3 separate regions of the Arachis hypogaea genome follow, and all the other regions are linked to region 1. Evidence: chromatin contacts called from public Hi-C data. All regions are on one chromosome and are shown on one strand. The core of a region is the stretch at or near the end of the contact, and the rest is flanking DNA. Distances in the headings are between cores, read along the strand shown.

Region 1 (4,893 bases), core at 770-3,269:
ATTAGCAAATCTTCCCCTTGTACATCGGGAAGTAGTGGATATGTTTGTGCGCCCGTTCCAAGTTCTGAATAGGGCCAACAAAACGGTGGGTTTCGTCGCCGATGTTGAACAGAATGAGAATCCTTGTGTCATCGACTTGAGGCTAAGGGTCTTCAATAATCTTGTCGTTGATTTGGTTGAGTATTTGTAAGGTTGGGGGAGCCTGGGATTGAGTCATAGGGCCTTTGCCTTTGTCTTGTACAGCAACACGGGTTGAAGAGGAAGCCATTGTTGATCAAGGTGAGAAATGGGAAGAAAGTTGCAGTTGCAGAAATAAGAGAGAGCTCAGAGGTGAAAGAGAAATTGAAGCTTCAAAAGTAAGAATTTGGGAAGTATTGACGGTAAAAAAAAAACTCAAATTTAAAGAGGAAGAATTGTTTTTAACCGTTGTTACAAAGAAAGATTAAAAAAGAGAGGCAACTTCCTAAAGAAGGTGAAGTGGTGGAAGAGAGAGAGTGCAAATCATGGGAGACGTGTCAAACAGATGAAAAGTTAATAGGGAAAATAAATGTCATTTATGGATAATCATGTTGATTCCCGTTAATGATAAAATTAGGATTAAGTGTTTCACTTTCCAAAAAAAATTATTTCGAGAACAAACACACTAATCCTAAGAAACAATTTGTTGGCAAAAAAATAATTGAATTCGAAGGAGGATGTTATTCCAGTAATTAAGTGAACTTTAGGAGAGAAGTTGAAATCAAAAGAGATACGTGTTTGGGGATATTAAGGAAGAGTCTGATTGACTTAGCAAATCGAGGAGGTATTCGACAAAGAAGATCGAAGACTGAAATCGAAAGTCATTCTAGAACCATCACATGATCAGGCAAAAGAGCGGGAACAGTTATTCACATTTTCGCACACGTGGGAGTTTCATTTCAAATTAGTCAGTTAAGGAAATGGTTATAAATACTAGAAGGCTCAAAGTCACAAGGGTTGGAACTTTGCTTCGAAAATTACTCACGCATACTCATATCCCCAATGACTTACTAAATCTGCTTCAAGTCAATTTTCTGTAGGATTCCTTCCACTTGTTTTACTTTCCATTTAGATTTTCTGCAAACTTTACTTTTCTCGCAAATTTATCTTTCAAGCAACATTTAATTTCCTTGTTCAAATTTATATTTTCACATTGTTATTTTCGAATTCGAAGTTCTTCGATCTAATCGAAGACATTTTATTGTTTTATTTAAATTTAAGACAAACCATTTCGATTCCTGTCATTTTTATTTTCAAATCCTTTTGTTTATTTATTGCCTCTTCAGTCTTTTCTTTTAATCCTGTCTAATTCGAAAGTCTTTGATACATTTTTAGAAAATTGGTACTTGTAAAAGAGGAGTTGGTTTCGCTTCTAAACCATTAAAATTCAACCATTATCAATTTACTAAAAATCAACAAAACACCGTATTTACTAACTTTAAAAACTGACTTCTTTATTTATTGAAAAGATTAAAAATCGAAAATCTCTTTCGAATACTATATTGCTGAGACCACCTCAAATCCTTTACAAATAGTCGATTTATAAGCAACTATGTTGAATTTGAATTCTTTTCAAATTCTCCTTTCAACATATCTTCCCTAGATCTCCTATTATCATGAAATCGACTTTGGCTTATCGATTACCCAGATTTATCCCGTCGAATAACATATAGCAAATAAAATTTTGTTATTTTTGTATGGTGACAAAAAGTTGTAAATATTTAATTAAAAAAATTGTACTGAACATTGACATGACCATTTTATTTTATAGATTGGGCCGAATGAGGTGAACAAAGCAGTGTCAGAAAGACATTTCACTCTTGTTTTGTTACTCTAGCCCAAATATTTTGGGTTACTGATGCTGGCCTAGTAGTTTGTTGTTTCCTTTTTGGGGCCATAACTGCTTATTGTCTTTTGATAAACACTTCTCGTTATTGTGAAAGTGTAAGAAAAAAAAGACTTGGTTATTGTGTAACTTGTCCTTAATTTATAGGAATCGGCAAGCATCTTGATATTCTTTTGGGGTGTGGACTGTGTACACGCGCCTGAATGTGCATAGTTAAGTTGAGTTCTGCCCTCCTCACTACACTCGCAGAACATGGAGGATTGGAGGATGATTTGGTACTTTCCCACTTACACTCCACAACACAACGCTTCTTTCCCCTTTCGCTCTCACTGCTTTCACACATTTTCCCTCTGCTGCATCTTCCTTTGCGTAACATAGCCATATTCGCGCGCCAACCACCTTCCTCTTATTAATTCTCCGGCAGTGTAGCCAACTCTCCCGTTCTCTCTCTCTCTCTCTCTCTCTCTCTCTCTCTCTCTCTCATTCGAGTCTGGGAGATGAGGTTGTTATCGAGTTCGATTCTTAACCTCCTCCTTCTCTGCGACCTGCTTCTCTTTTGTCCCTCATTCTTCTCTCTCGTCTCTGCTGAGTCGGAGTCCGAGCCGGAGCTTCTCCTCCGTGGAACCAACGCAACCGCCACCGGCAATGCCTCGCTTGCGAGATCCGGCGAGGATAGCTTCGCCAACATGATTGATCGGGCGCTCGAGAGAGAGTTCCCCGAGAATGAACAGAATGAAGGTTCGCAGATCTACGTTCTTTTCACTCTTTCTTATTCATACACATTTTCTGTATTTTGCTTGTTTAATTTGGTTGCCGAACCTCTCCTGATCGTGTTTATGAGTTATGCCTGTGAAATATGAATATTCTGAAATGCCGTGAGGTTGCAGTTCCAATTTCCTTTGAATGCCTTAATCTGTAATTTCCGGATTTGAATTGTGAGCTGGACGTGCTTCCGGATTCATATTCTTCTGCTTTCTTTATTCTCTTAGTAATGCATTTCGTTTCGGTTTTTATGATGAACAAGGAGAACCACTGGAATCCTTCGGGCTTTCGAATATTTTCCTGTCAGGAAGACTATAGGAAGTTACTTATATCAGTTTCATCCATTTCTAAAATCATGCAAGGACATGAGGACATTTTGAGCAACGTTAAAGTTTAGAAGTGTGTGCTTATCTTGAAAATACGTTTTCTTACAGAATTTGAGAATAGGATGTAATGCATATAAGTAATTTGATCCAACCTTCCTATTTACTTTTATTTTCAATGAACGCGTTGGTATAAACTGACACGTGTCATTGTGGAAAATTTTACTCAAATGAATTTTGGCATATACTTGGATTCTTTTGCAGGTAATGATGCTGGCGGTTTCAACAATAGTGTTGCTGAACAGCAGGTATGTAGCGAATTGCTTTTAGCAATCCTGGGGCGATTGTGTCTTGCACACTAGTCATCATCATTTCAGTAATATAAGTATTTAGCTTTTGGTCATGGTTCATTCTGTTGGGAATTTAAGTCCACTGTTGATATTTTGTTAGAAGAGAATTGAATTGAGCTTGGATAGAAATCACAATTGATAATGACGTAGATGCATATTTCTCTTATGATGCATCAAATCGTGATTTAGATTTCTTTAGTCGGGTGATGAATTTCATGATGCTTTTAGGGTTTTATGTGCTTGACTGCTTGAGTTATTATTAGCCATTGAATAGACTTATGGTCTAATGTCGTTCCTTCTCGTTGTACAGGCTGTTTTGGAAACTGTTGCTAGAGTTAAGTCCAAGAAAAATGAGAGCAAAGAAGAAAAGTAAGCACATCTTTCCTAGAGAAAGAATAGGATTTTTTTTCTTTTTATAAGAGGGAACCGACTTTTAAAAATACAAGGCAATAATATAACTATTTTCATTATATGACATTTGATAAGTTTCTGTCAGATCATTTCATATTCATGATGTTTTCCATTTGGATACTGAGAATCGTGCAGAGGATATGCCAACCTTAATTGATCGAAAGGTGTGTTTCATTCAAGCTCCTGAAGTGATATTTCAAACTTTGAGAATGCTATTTATTACCAAAACTTCATCATAATATGCTTGAAATTTCTGTACACTATCTTCTTAAAAGTGGAGTTTTTTTTTTTTTTTCAAAATATATTTTTTAATGTTTTTCTATTGATTCATCTTCAGGATAACGTGTTTATCATCTCCAATCCCAAGTCAAAGTATCCTGTTCTTCAAGTAGACTTGAGGTTTACTTATTGTTCTTTACATTTTCAGTTTTCTTTCCTCTTCAAGTAGTATTAACTGTATCTGTGGTTGCAACTTTGAAGTAATGATGCTGCTAAAACTGTTTGGTATGCCATATTTGCAGATTGATATCAGATCTTGTGGTTGTCATTGTTTCTGCAACATGTGGTGGCATTGCCTTTGCTTGTGCTGGACAACCGGTTTGAACATAAAAATTGCTTTTTCTATTTATATTTCTGCCATATATCTTAAGAGTGGTTACTTATTCAAAATTTCAGGTTATGACAGGATATCTGTTGGCAGGATCACTCATTGGACCTGGTGGCTTGAGTTTTGTTAGTGAAATGGTCCAAGTATGTTGCCCTTATTCTTTTGTTATGTACCCTTAAGAATTCCCCCTTTCTTTTCACCAGTCACAATTTATAAAGAAAGGTAGTATGTGAGTGGGACCAAGATGTTATTTATCATGTCTTTATATCATCATATGTGATATGTTGACATCGAGTAGTAAATAAAAATATAGACCAATTTGTCTTCTAGGTTCTAATAATCTCATATACTGCTTCCATCACTTGCAGGTTGAGACTGTTGCTCAATTTGGTGTTATCTTTTTGCTTTTTGCATTGGGATTAGAATTTTCAACAACAAAGGTTGACTTGTATACTTATATATTCAGTTAGCTTATACTTTCATAATTTTAGCTCACCCATATTTTTTATTAACCTGTCTATTCATGTTTACAGCTTCGAGTTGTTCGAGCGGTGGCTATTCTTGGCGGTCTACTTC
Region 2 (4,893 bases), core at 932-3,431, 880 kb after region 1:
AATACATAATGAATGGTATTCTACACAGTGAAACCTAACCACCCTGAAAACTAAGTTATCAACAGTGTGATTATAATGTAATTACCCAAAATAGTTGAGAATCTCGACTATTTGATCTGCTAAGTCTTCGACAGAAGGTATAGGGTCATCAGGACAAATTGCACCAACTCCCAACTGCAACAACTCTTGTGGAAGTTCCAAGAGGAGAAACTATGTGAATTATAAAGTTCACTTTCTAAATAGAAAAGAAAATGTATATTGAAATCAATCTCTTACAGACCTCGTGTCCAGGAGGACTGATATGATATATGCAGAAGTTGTGAAGCAGCAAAGAAGCTGCCTCTGGACAGAAAAATAATCCTTGGAAACATGACATATCTGCACAAACAGATAAGTGAACAATTAATTCGGCCTTCTAAATAAAATAAAAAGAATGGATTAAAGAATACACATATGCACTCACAATTTAGTGCTAGGTCTGGATAAGTGATCAGAGCTGGTTTCTCAGGATCCCCATAGACTATAACAGACACAGAACCACAACCAGTTCGAATGTGATGCTCCTGAAATGATAAACCAATATGATTTGTAACCAAAATACAGGCAAAAAGAAGAAAGAGGCAACAGAACCAAAGTTAGAAAACTGAGGAATGAACAAAAGAAACCACCTCCTAAGCAAAGGATATCCCTTATTTTGAGTTATGCAAAGATTCTAAATCAACGTTTTTTCCAAACTGTTTGTTCCCTAACATTGCCCCTTAATAGGACAACCAAACTAACAAGCAACAATACCACATTAGTATCACTGACCAATATGATGAATTAAATAAATAAGCCATTCCATATTCCAGCCATTGAGTGCTTCAGAAAGACAACAAAGTCAAGGTAATTAAAAACAGGATACTGTCTTAGGCTGTTTAAAAGGATAAGGATGACTATAAAGTAAAAACTCATCCAATAACTCAAATAATAAGGAAAAGGAAAACAAGAAAGCGTAAAATTTCCCAATGGAAAAGAAAAGCAATAGCGTTGCAACTTAAACTTAGGATGGAGGTACAAAAGAATATGTGAGAAATAAGGAATGAGCAGATCCGCTAGTTGTTATGTTCAAAATTTCCAATTGACTCAGCGAAACAAATACGTTCCAAGAAAGACCGTGTAGAAAGAAATCAAGAACGATAAACAAAAAGGAAAAAGAAAATAAGCCAATCCCATAAAATTTTCCAAGTAAAAACAAACAAGTCAAGAAACTTTCTTGCGCAACTAAAATATTCCGCAATGCAAAATAAGAACCTACGGCTAAAACAATAAAGAAAGGAGAATCCCATTGACTGAAACTTTCCTTCGACTTCTAAACATATTCCCTTTACGTTCAGCAATGGCGCAAACCAAACACAAAACAAATAAAATTGGAACCCATTAATTAATCACCCAATTGACAAGTACTTGAAATTGATCAACTTGTATCTCCCCCCTCCCCTCCTCCCCACCCCACCCCCCCCCCCCAAAAAAAAAACTTCAACCTTTAAACCCCAACAAAGAAAATCAAGAAAATAGGAAAAATGGTAAAGCATTGAATGGAACCTTTCCACCGAGGTAGATCTTCTCCATGTCGAGTGAAACGGAATCACTGGATTCTGCCATGGCCGTAGCTCTGGTCTGCTGATTCTACCGTTGTTGTTCTTGTTCTTGCTGTATATGGAAGCCCCCTGAACTCCAAAGAAGCCTCCACCAACCACCGAAGTTTGAGAAAATTATAGACCTCTCTCTGTCTCTCTTCTTCTCTCTAATATGTATCTTTATTTGTTTATGCCTTCAATGGCTTATATACCAAGCCAATTCTATTCCAATTTCTCCCACACTCTCTTATTTTCGTGTTTGTGAAATCCACAAACATAAACTAAACAAAACAAAACATAACGTTTATGTTTTTCGTTTGTTTATTATATTTACGATTTTACCCACCCTACCGGCACCGACGCTTAAAACCCAACAGAATTTTAACCGCGCCTAGAAACGACGCCGTTTTTTGGGTCTTGAAAACGATTTCACTAAAATTAGAATAACCAAGATCTATGGGGCTCGTAATTCACGGGTTCCTTTTTACTCTTTTTTCGTCTCTGACCAGAAAAAAGGGCGAAGTTTTTATGACTTGACACTGCCTATTGTTTCCGTTGGCCCCAAAATTTTCTCCCTTTGACTCTCTTTCTATACATGGCGTTCTCCCATTGGCCCACTTTTCTTTTCTCCCTCTAAAAAATTAATTAATAATTAATTAATTTAACATTTGTTTTGTAGTTTATGTAATTTAGCCACATTTTAGACGTGGACACATTTGTAGGAGGGGGACCTTAGAAGTTAAAAAATGGTGGGTTGCTTGCCTTTCATTTGACTCCAATCATTAATCATTAATCATTAATCATCTTCCGCCACATTTCTTTTGCCCTTTTCCTATTTATTAATTCCTTCTTATATATTTAATATATATTCTTTTGTTCACGTCTTTATTCTTTACCAAACCGATGGTAATAAATAAATTGAAAGAAGTCATCACTAAATATTTGCATTGGCGTTTAACAAAATGTACTAATGTAACAAGTGTTGATTCCATGTTTAAATACATTTCCATGTATATATTCTGAAAACTACGTTCACTACTTTATCCTATATATAATAATGAAGACAAATATATGAATCAATTAACAAGAATTTTTTGCTCTTATTATAACGTACTAGTGGTTGTACCTTTTTTACTGTCTTTCTATATTTTTTAAAGTTTAATTATTATATATTAATAATTAAAAATTAGATTATTTAATAAGATGTATATATTTAATTTGTTAAATTTTCAAAATATTTGATAATATAAGTGAATGATGATTAGAATTAGATATAGAAATAGAATAAATTAATATGAAACTCTTTCAAAGAATATATGTATTTGAAAAAAAAAAAAGAAAAGGTGTCCTAATATAAAGAAAAGTTGATTGAAGTATTTTTACCATATTAACTATGACTAATAACAAAGTCTTAAATTTTATATCTCAATTAAAAAGAGAACTTATTGGAAATAAAGTTTAAATACACCAAAATTTTGAGATAGTTATAAAAATGTATTTGTATTATAATATGTATAAATAAACAGGGAGTCAAAATAATAAAAAAATACATAATTATTGAATAAATAATTAAATTAGTTCTTGAAAGATTATTTGTTCTCTAAATTAGTCTTTAAATTTTTTTTTATCAAATTTGTCTTTTAAATATTTTACATTAGTCATGTTAGTAGTCTCTTTAATTTGTCATTTCCGTTGTTAATGGCATAAGAGTTTGTTGATGTGACACGTTATGTGACACTACAACACATATTTAATAGTGTTAATTAGGAGCTAATATAATAAATTTATGAAATTAGATCAAATCAATGCCAAATTGAGGAATTCTAATGCCTCAATGTCTTCCTTAATTAGGTTTTGATTTGATCTAATTTCATAAATTTATTATGTTAGCAGTCAATTAAAATTTTTAAGTGTGTGTTGTAGTATCATTTAACGTGTAATATTAATAAATTTTGGCGCCGTCAACAAATAAAGTGACCGAATGACCAATGTGATTAACTTAAAATCTTTGAAGGACAAATTAAATTTGAGTAAAAAATTTTTTGATGACCATTTTAAAAAGGGGCTTGCTACACATTCATGTAACCATGTAACCAAGTTGGCCCAAACCAAAAACAAATAACGTGCTTCCAAAACCCAGATACAACAACGAGTTAGCAATTGAAAGGGCGAGATCGCTAAAAGTAGAAGAAGATGAAGACAAATGGGAACAGCAGCTCAAGGAACAAGAGGAGGCGCGTGAACACCACACGAGAGATAAGGAAGGTGGAGATAGTCAAAGCTCAGAAGACGAACCTAAGGACCAGCAGATATTAGACATCCCAGATATAGAGGTCTCATCGGGAAAAGAAAGATTACGAGAAGGGGAGAAGATTGGCAGCGAAAAGATGGAAGAAGACAAGGAAGTAAGCCCACTGGTACAAGGAAGTGGCTTAGAACTTAGAGAAATGTGCCTTCTCAACGTTCTCTGACGAACTCTGCAAAACCTAAAAGAGGCAAAAGGAAAGAATGCAGAAAGGACAAAAGAAGTCACACAAAAGGAGAAAATGGGTGGTGCTGAGGAAGAAAACATAAAAGGAGCTAATTCTAATATTGGGCCATCTAATTGGGTCAAGCCCAAAGATGGTCTAACTAGAGAAGAGAATACAATAAAGAAGCAAGCCCAACAAGAATTTATCAACCTCCAGGAGGCAAATGAAATGGGCTCAACCAAAATGCCCCCAAGTGGACTACAAGCAAAACCAACCAACTCAGTGGGCCACAACACACGGTTTCTTCATCAAGGAAACGTTAACCAAGCCGATATACTCAAAAATCAACAAGAATCATGGAGGCAACATTCAGAAGATGTAGAAAAGAAAACTGAACTTGGACTAAAATGGACCATGAGAGAAGAAGTGGAGAAATGGATCGATGCTGGAAAACGCAAGGAGAAACAATCTTACAAGAATGAAAAAGGGCATATTTATTATGTTGAATTGGCTTCAGATGAAGAAGAAGAAGAATCAAAGGCAAGCAATCAACTCAACAACAACTTGAAGATATGGGAAGAAGTCTTGAGCATAGGGATGCAGTATAACCTGAAAATCAAAAGAAAGAGAGATGATAGTGGAGGAAGGAACATCACAGAGTTCAGTGGGGAAGGAGATCAGGAATCAAGGAACAGCAAAAGGAACAAGAACCATATTGTTCAGGAAGGAAGCAGCAGACCCAGGGTAGAGCAAGGAATAGCAACTACGGATGAGGAAGCGGGCCTAATCATGCCCCCACCTCA
Region 3 (4,893 bases), core at 756-3,255, 770 kb before region 1:
CCCAGTTAATCCGGTCGAACCGACCGGTCCGGTTCGGTTTTCAGAACAATAATTAAAACAATAAATAGTAGATATAGTATTTGACCAGTAGTTTTAATGATATATAACTTGTCTTCATGGGATTGTATAAAACAACATTTTATAATGTTGTCTTTGTTTATTTCTGGTCCTTCTTCTCTTAATAAAAATATTGACATATATTTACAATCTTTAATCTGAGTTAAAGGAGTTATGGGAGAATAATTTTGAGACTTTTGATATTTTTAGTGGGAAGTTATTTTGTGCACAGGTTGCCTTACTTTATATTATAACTCTATATTGGCGTACAATTGAAAAATTAGCGCATTTTATTTATAATTATGACACATGTTCTTTTTTAATTTTAATTTAGGTCTCTGCGTACATGGATCATTGTTTTGTTATTGTTTTAGCATTCATAGATTATGTTATCCCATTACCTTAATTGATGGCTCTTTTTTATATTGGCAATTTTATATTCAGGAATTGTGAGGTTCTAATTTTTTTGTTCTTTATTCTTTATCTTTTTTACTTTTTTATTGGGGAAGCTTATTCTCGAAATTCATTATAATTTTCTTCTCATGTTCTTAATGAATTTCTTCTGTTGTAAAATAAAATTTTACCATAAAAATGGAAGGTCTTAATCTAAAATCATGAATTGTTTTATTTTGTGTGCCTTGATATAAACGAGAAAAGTAGGTCTTCATTGACAAACTATTCTGTATAAGCATAGTTTTACCAATTAGGTAAAAATTCTTGAATAAGTTTACCTATTATATTCATTTTTTAAAATTTTTTTATTTAAATTAAAAAATATAATATTTATCAATTTAAATAAACATGTAAGTATTTATTAAAATATATTTTTAGTCATATCTCAAAAGCAGTGAAAAAATAAAAAACAAACATATCTCGAGTGCACTGATTTTGTTCTATGATACGGAATCTAAGAGTCATATTTCGGATGCACTCGTAATATGAACATAAGCGCATTTCGGATACACTGCATCTGAGATATGCTTATATTATGATATAGACTATTGTATTTGAGATGAGCTTATATTCATATCTCGGGTGCACCCGAGATATGACTCTCAGATTCCGCATCATATAATGGGGTTGTACACTCGAGATATGTTTGCTTTTTAGTTTCTCATATTATATCTAAAATGTGACTAATTACGCATTTTGGTAAATTTTTCTTCGTTTATTTAAATCGATAAATACTATAATTTTTTTTGGTGACTTCTATATTTATTTAATTTAAATAAAAAAATTCTTTTTTTTCAACTCACAATATATACCTACAGCTAATTATTATCCGATGTTTGTATGTATTTTGGTGACTTGTAAACTTTCAGTTGGAGAGAGAGAGAGTATACACGGTACAGATACATACACTAGTGTACAATAAAAATCAAACGAAAAGTTTAGGTTTAGATTTTTTTTGACATTTAGGTTTAGATTTAAAATTTAAATATTAATATTTATTATTGTAAATAATTGATGTTTTATATTCTGTTAAAAAAATAAGGTAACAATTAAGTCACGATAAATTTTGACTTTAAATTAATTAGTCTTTAAAAAAAATATCAATTTGATCCTTAATAATAATAAACGATAAATCATAAATACGTGATATTTTTTTATTAATTTATCTCGTAAAATTTAATAGTAATATTTTATATGTACTATTATTTAATGTAATATATATATTTATAAAAAATCATCATACAAATAATAATTTTTAGAGTAAAACTTTATCTATTTTAATAAAATTTATAATAAATAAAAAATAATTAATAAAAATGATATAAAAATTTAAAAAATAATAAATATTTTACTGTGTAAAACTATATCATTTTTTTATTCATATAACAACAGAACATATTCTATTATAAATAATAAAATATATAGACATTTTGTTTTATTTTATACTTAAAAAAAATTAATTAGTATAAATAAAATTAAAATTCTCAAAAAACCTAATTATAACTTTACTCTTTAAAAAAAATGAGGTGGGGGTGGCGAGATGTTGCAGCGAGGGTAAAAAAGAGAAATGAATTGTGGTCTGTCTACCACTACGGTAGTCGGTAGACCCGTTTCAACTGATTTTGGCGCTTCACCAAACGACAGATCCACACTCACTTTCTTTCACAATCATCAATTCATTCTCATCCTCATCCACCGCATTGCACCGAGAGTTAGTCACTGCTTGCGGCGGATATGGCTCGACACTACTCTTGGCCTTCTGATCGCGCGGTACACACATTATATACCAATTCCGCATTCCGATTCACTTCGCCTTGCTGCATTACGCGCTTTCACGCTGCTTTTTTTCTTATTGTTTTCGTTTTCAAATTCGATCTCGTGTTGTTTTTGTTTTCGAGCTTGTTTCTTAATACTACTTGGCTTGCGTACGGATCAGTAACTGTATATTTTGCTTGCTCTGATCTCTAATGCCAGGATCTGCGTCGGTGAGATTTGTGATGCCATGAAATGCTAAATATAGAAGATTGATTAATAACCAGATAATATGGTTCCATGAATTGTGTTAAAACTACGCTGAATTGTGTTAAAATTGCTAATATTAGGATAGTATTACTGTTTAGTATGCCTATAATTTCGTAAGGTTATGCTGGTACACTCTTTGACACCTTGCCAAGATCGTTTACTGTTGAGTTTTCTGAGCATTTTAAGAATCAATAAGGAATTGTAAATCGCAGTGGAGGTGGAATAATTGGGAAAAATATATATAGAATGAGAATGTAGACCGAAAAGTGAAAAGTGCCTTTTTGATTAAACATCCAGTCGGATTCAATACTCTTTCAAATGTCGTGATTAATTCTTGTTGTAACCTGCAGGTAGCTGAAGTGAGACGGATAGTTTCTAACATGGCAGGGGTTACGAAAGAGGAAGTTCGAATTGTGGCATCTCCCTATCGAATTTGTCCTTTAGGGGCTCATATTGATCACCAGGTACTTCAGTATATGTCTTTCTATTATGACAGTACAATTTTAACTCAATGATTGATCTTGAACAAGTTTTATCGGAAACGGGACTAAGCAATACGTACTGGAGCTGTTTACTCGTTCAATTTCCTGGCAGCCTCCTCATGTAATTTCACCTGAAATTCGAATGAGTTCTATTGCACTTTGCTACTTGCAGGGTGGGACTGTTTCGGCCATGACATTAGATATGGGAATACTTCTAGGGTTTGTCCCTTCAAGAAGTAGTGAGGTAATTTGACAACGTTCAATTTACAATCTTGAAAAACATGAGACGACATCTGCAAATTTGTTCATTTTGCAGCTAAGCATGTTATTAGTATCTACCTTTGCTAAGCTATATGCGTAGTTTTCAATAGTAACATGTGTACTGATTATTCATAATACCTTCCACTGTTTAAGAAATGGTCCTTGGGATTTTATCTTGTAGGTGTTACTTATTTCAGGAGATTTTGAAGGGCAAGTTCGGTTCAGGTCTGTCGGTGATCATAAAGTCTTGTTTTCTCCTATGTATTTTGTTGAAGTTTTCACCTCATCACTTGTAAATTTATCCTGTCAGCTGCATTCATTTGGATGTGTGCCACTTCTGTGGAAACAATTAGTGTTACAAGACATGTGAAGAAATAGTTAATGAAGATGAAATATCATCATTAAGTCTTACCAATGGAAAAATGAAGTAAAGCTTTACTGACTATCATTATTTATATGGCTGGATGTTGGGTTCCCTTTTTCTTTTTTATTTTATTGGGAGTGTGTGTGCGTGCATGTGTGTGTGTGTGTCGGGTGGAGGAGGAAGATTGCACCAGACATAATCATTACGTCCAAATTTTTACAACTTGGGCCTATTATCAATTGTGATACTAACTAGCTCGTTGGCATTTCAACTGTCAGTTATGATCTTGTGTTATTCTGATTTTCATTGCATCATGTTGTTGTCTTCAACTTGCTGAATTCCATTGTATAATAGGTATATCTTCCACTCTATATTTCCTTATGTTGAGCTTTAAAGTCATTGGTATTTGATAGTGTTGATGAGATTCAACAGCCAATACAAACCACCACTGAAAATGGGAACTCAAGAAAAGATTCTTCTGAGCAACAAGAACAATGTAAATGGGGGCGTTATGCTAGAGGAGCTGTATATGCTCTACAGAGTAGAGGAAACAAACTTTCTAAGGTCAGGGATACTGCCATGAAATATAATTGTGGTCTTTTTAATGTAGATCACCGTATGCAAGTTATTTCCATCATTTTGAAATATAAACCCACACATCCTTGTCTGTACATTTACAGGGTATCTTTGGATTAATATCTGATGGTGATGGCCTGAACAGTGTGGGTCTAAGCTCTTCTGCTGCTGTAAGATAGTGATTTCCCTGTTTACTTTCTCTTTCTCTGGTCCTTACAGTTATGAAAAGTCTGAATCAAAGGGCATTGCAATGATAATTGAAATGAATTTCATGAAAAGAGGATCAAACATAATGCTTACTAGCAAGATTCGGCTCAGAGTATGGGTTGGGGATGTTTGGATGGGAGGTCATCAGGGTAACTGCTATTTCTTTTCCTCCCTCATATGGGGAATTCAACTTTCATTGTTTAACAGGCCGGAATAGCTTATCTCATGGCTTTTGAACATGCAAATAATTTAGCAATATCTCCCACAGAGAATATTGAATATGATAGGTAAGTTTGCCCAAATCCATTTAATCAGTCAAAGTGAATTTATAATTAGAGCATCAGCATATGTATGAGTGGGTGTTTGTAGGTCAATACTATTTTCACTCTTCTGCTTCTTATTTATGTTATACCTCTTTATGCTAGCTAGTTACTCGTACTATGCATAGCAGTGACAAATGCTTTTGAAATG

Evidence for each region. A called contact is a pair of places that touch in the nucleus more often than the background predicts.
Region 2: a contact with region 1 is called in a Hi-C map of leaf, with 6 times the contacts expected there. The contact joins the promoter of LOC112790696 here to the promoter of LOC112790697 in region 1. A contact is called at or near these places in 3 of 8 Hi-C or Micro-C datasets (leaf and an unstated tissue).
Region 3: a Hi-C map of an unstated tissue shows a contact between it and region 1, with 3 times the contacts expected there. The contact joins the promoter of LOC112790703 here to the promoter of LOC112790697 in region 1. A contact is called at or near these places in 3 of 8 Hi-C or Micro-C datasets (leaf and an unstated tissue).

What each region holds. Positions count from the first base shown.
Region 1 is chr3:77,377,730-77,382,622 of arahy.Tifrunner.gnm2.J5K5, forward strand. LOC112790697 (K(+) efflux antiporter 4) reads left to right here and starts at 2,020. Exons shown (of 20, transcript XM_025833225.3): 1 at 2,020-2,602; 2 at 3,214-3,257; 3 at 3,610-3,668; 4 at 3,796-3,874; 5 at 4,048-4,109; 6 at 4,232-4,307; 7 at 4,386-4,460; 8 at 4,686-4,757; 9 at 4,851-4,893. The coding sequence starts at 2,362.
Region 2 is chr3:78,254,954-78,259,846 of arahy.Tifrunner.gnm2.J5K5, forward strand. LOC112790696 (protein NDL1) reads right to left here and starts at 2,182. Exons shown (of 10, transcript XM_025833223.3): 1 at 1,585-2,182; 2 at 464-563; 3 at 281-378; 4 at 86-174. The coding sequence starts at 1,644.
Region 3 is chr3:76,611,597-76,616,489 of arahy.Tifrunner.gnm2.J5K5, forward strand. LOC112790703 (galacturonokinase) reads left to right here and starts at 2,006. Exons shown (of 14, transcript XM_025833230.3): 1 at 2,006-2,280; 2 at 2,883-2,996; 3 at 3,187-3,258; 4 at 3,457-3,500; 5 at 4,053-4,203; 6 at 4,320-4,385; 7 at 4,630-4,709. The coding sequence starts at 2,245. It overlaps LOC140183508, which reads right to left and starts at 1,205. Exons shown (of 5, transcript XM_072231957.1): 1 at 1,202-1,205. The coding sequence starts at 1,205.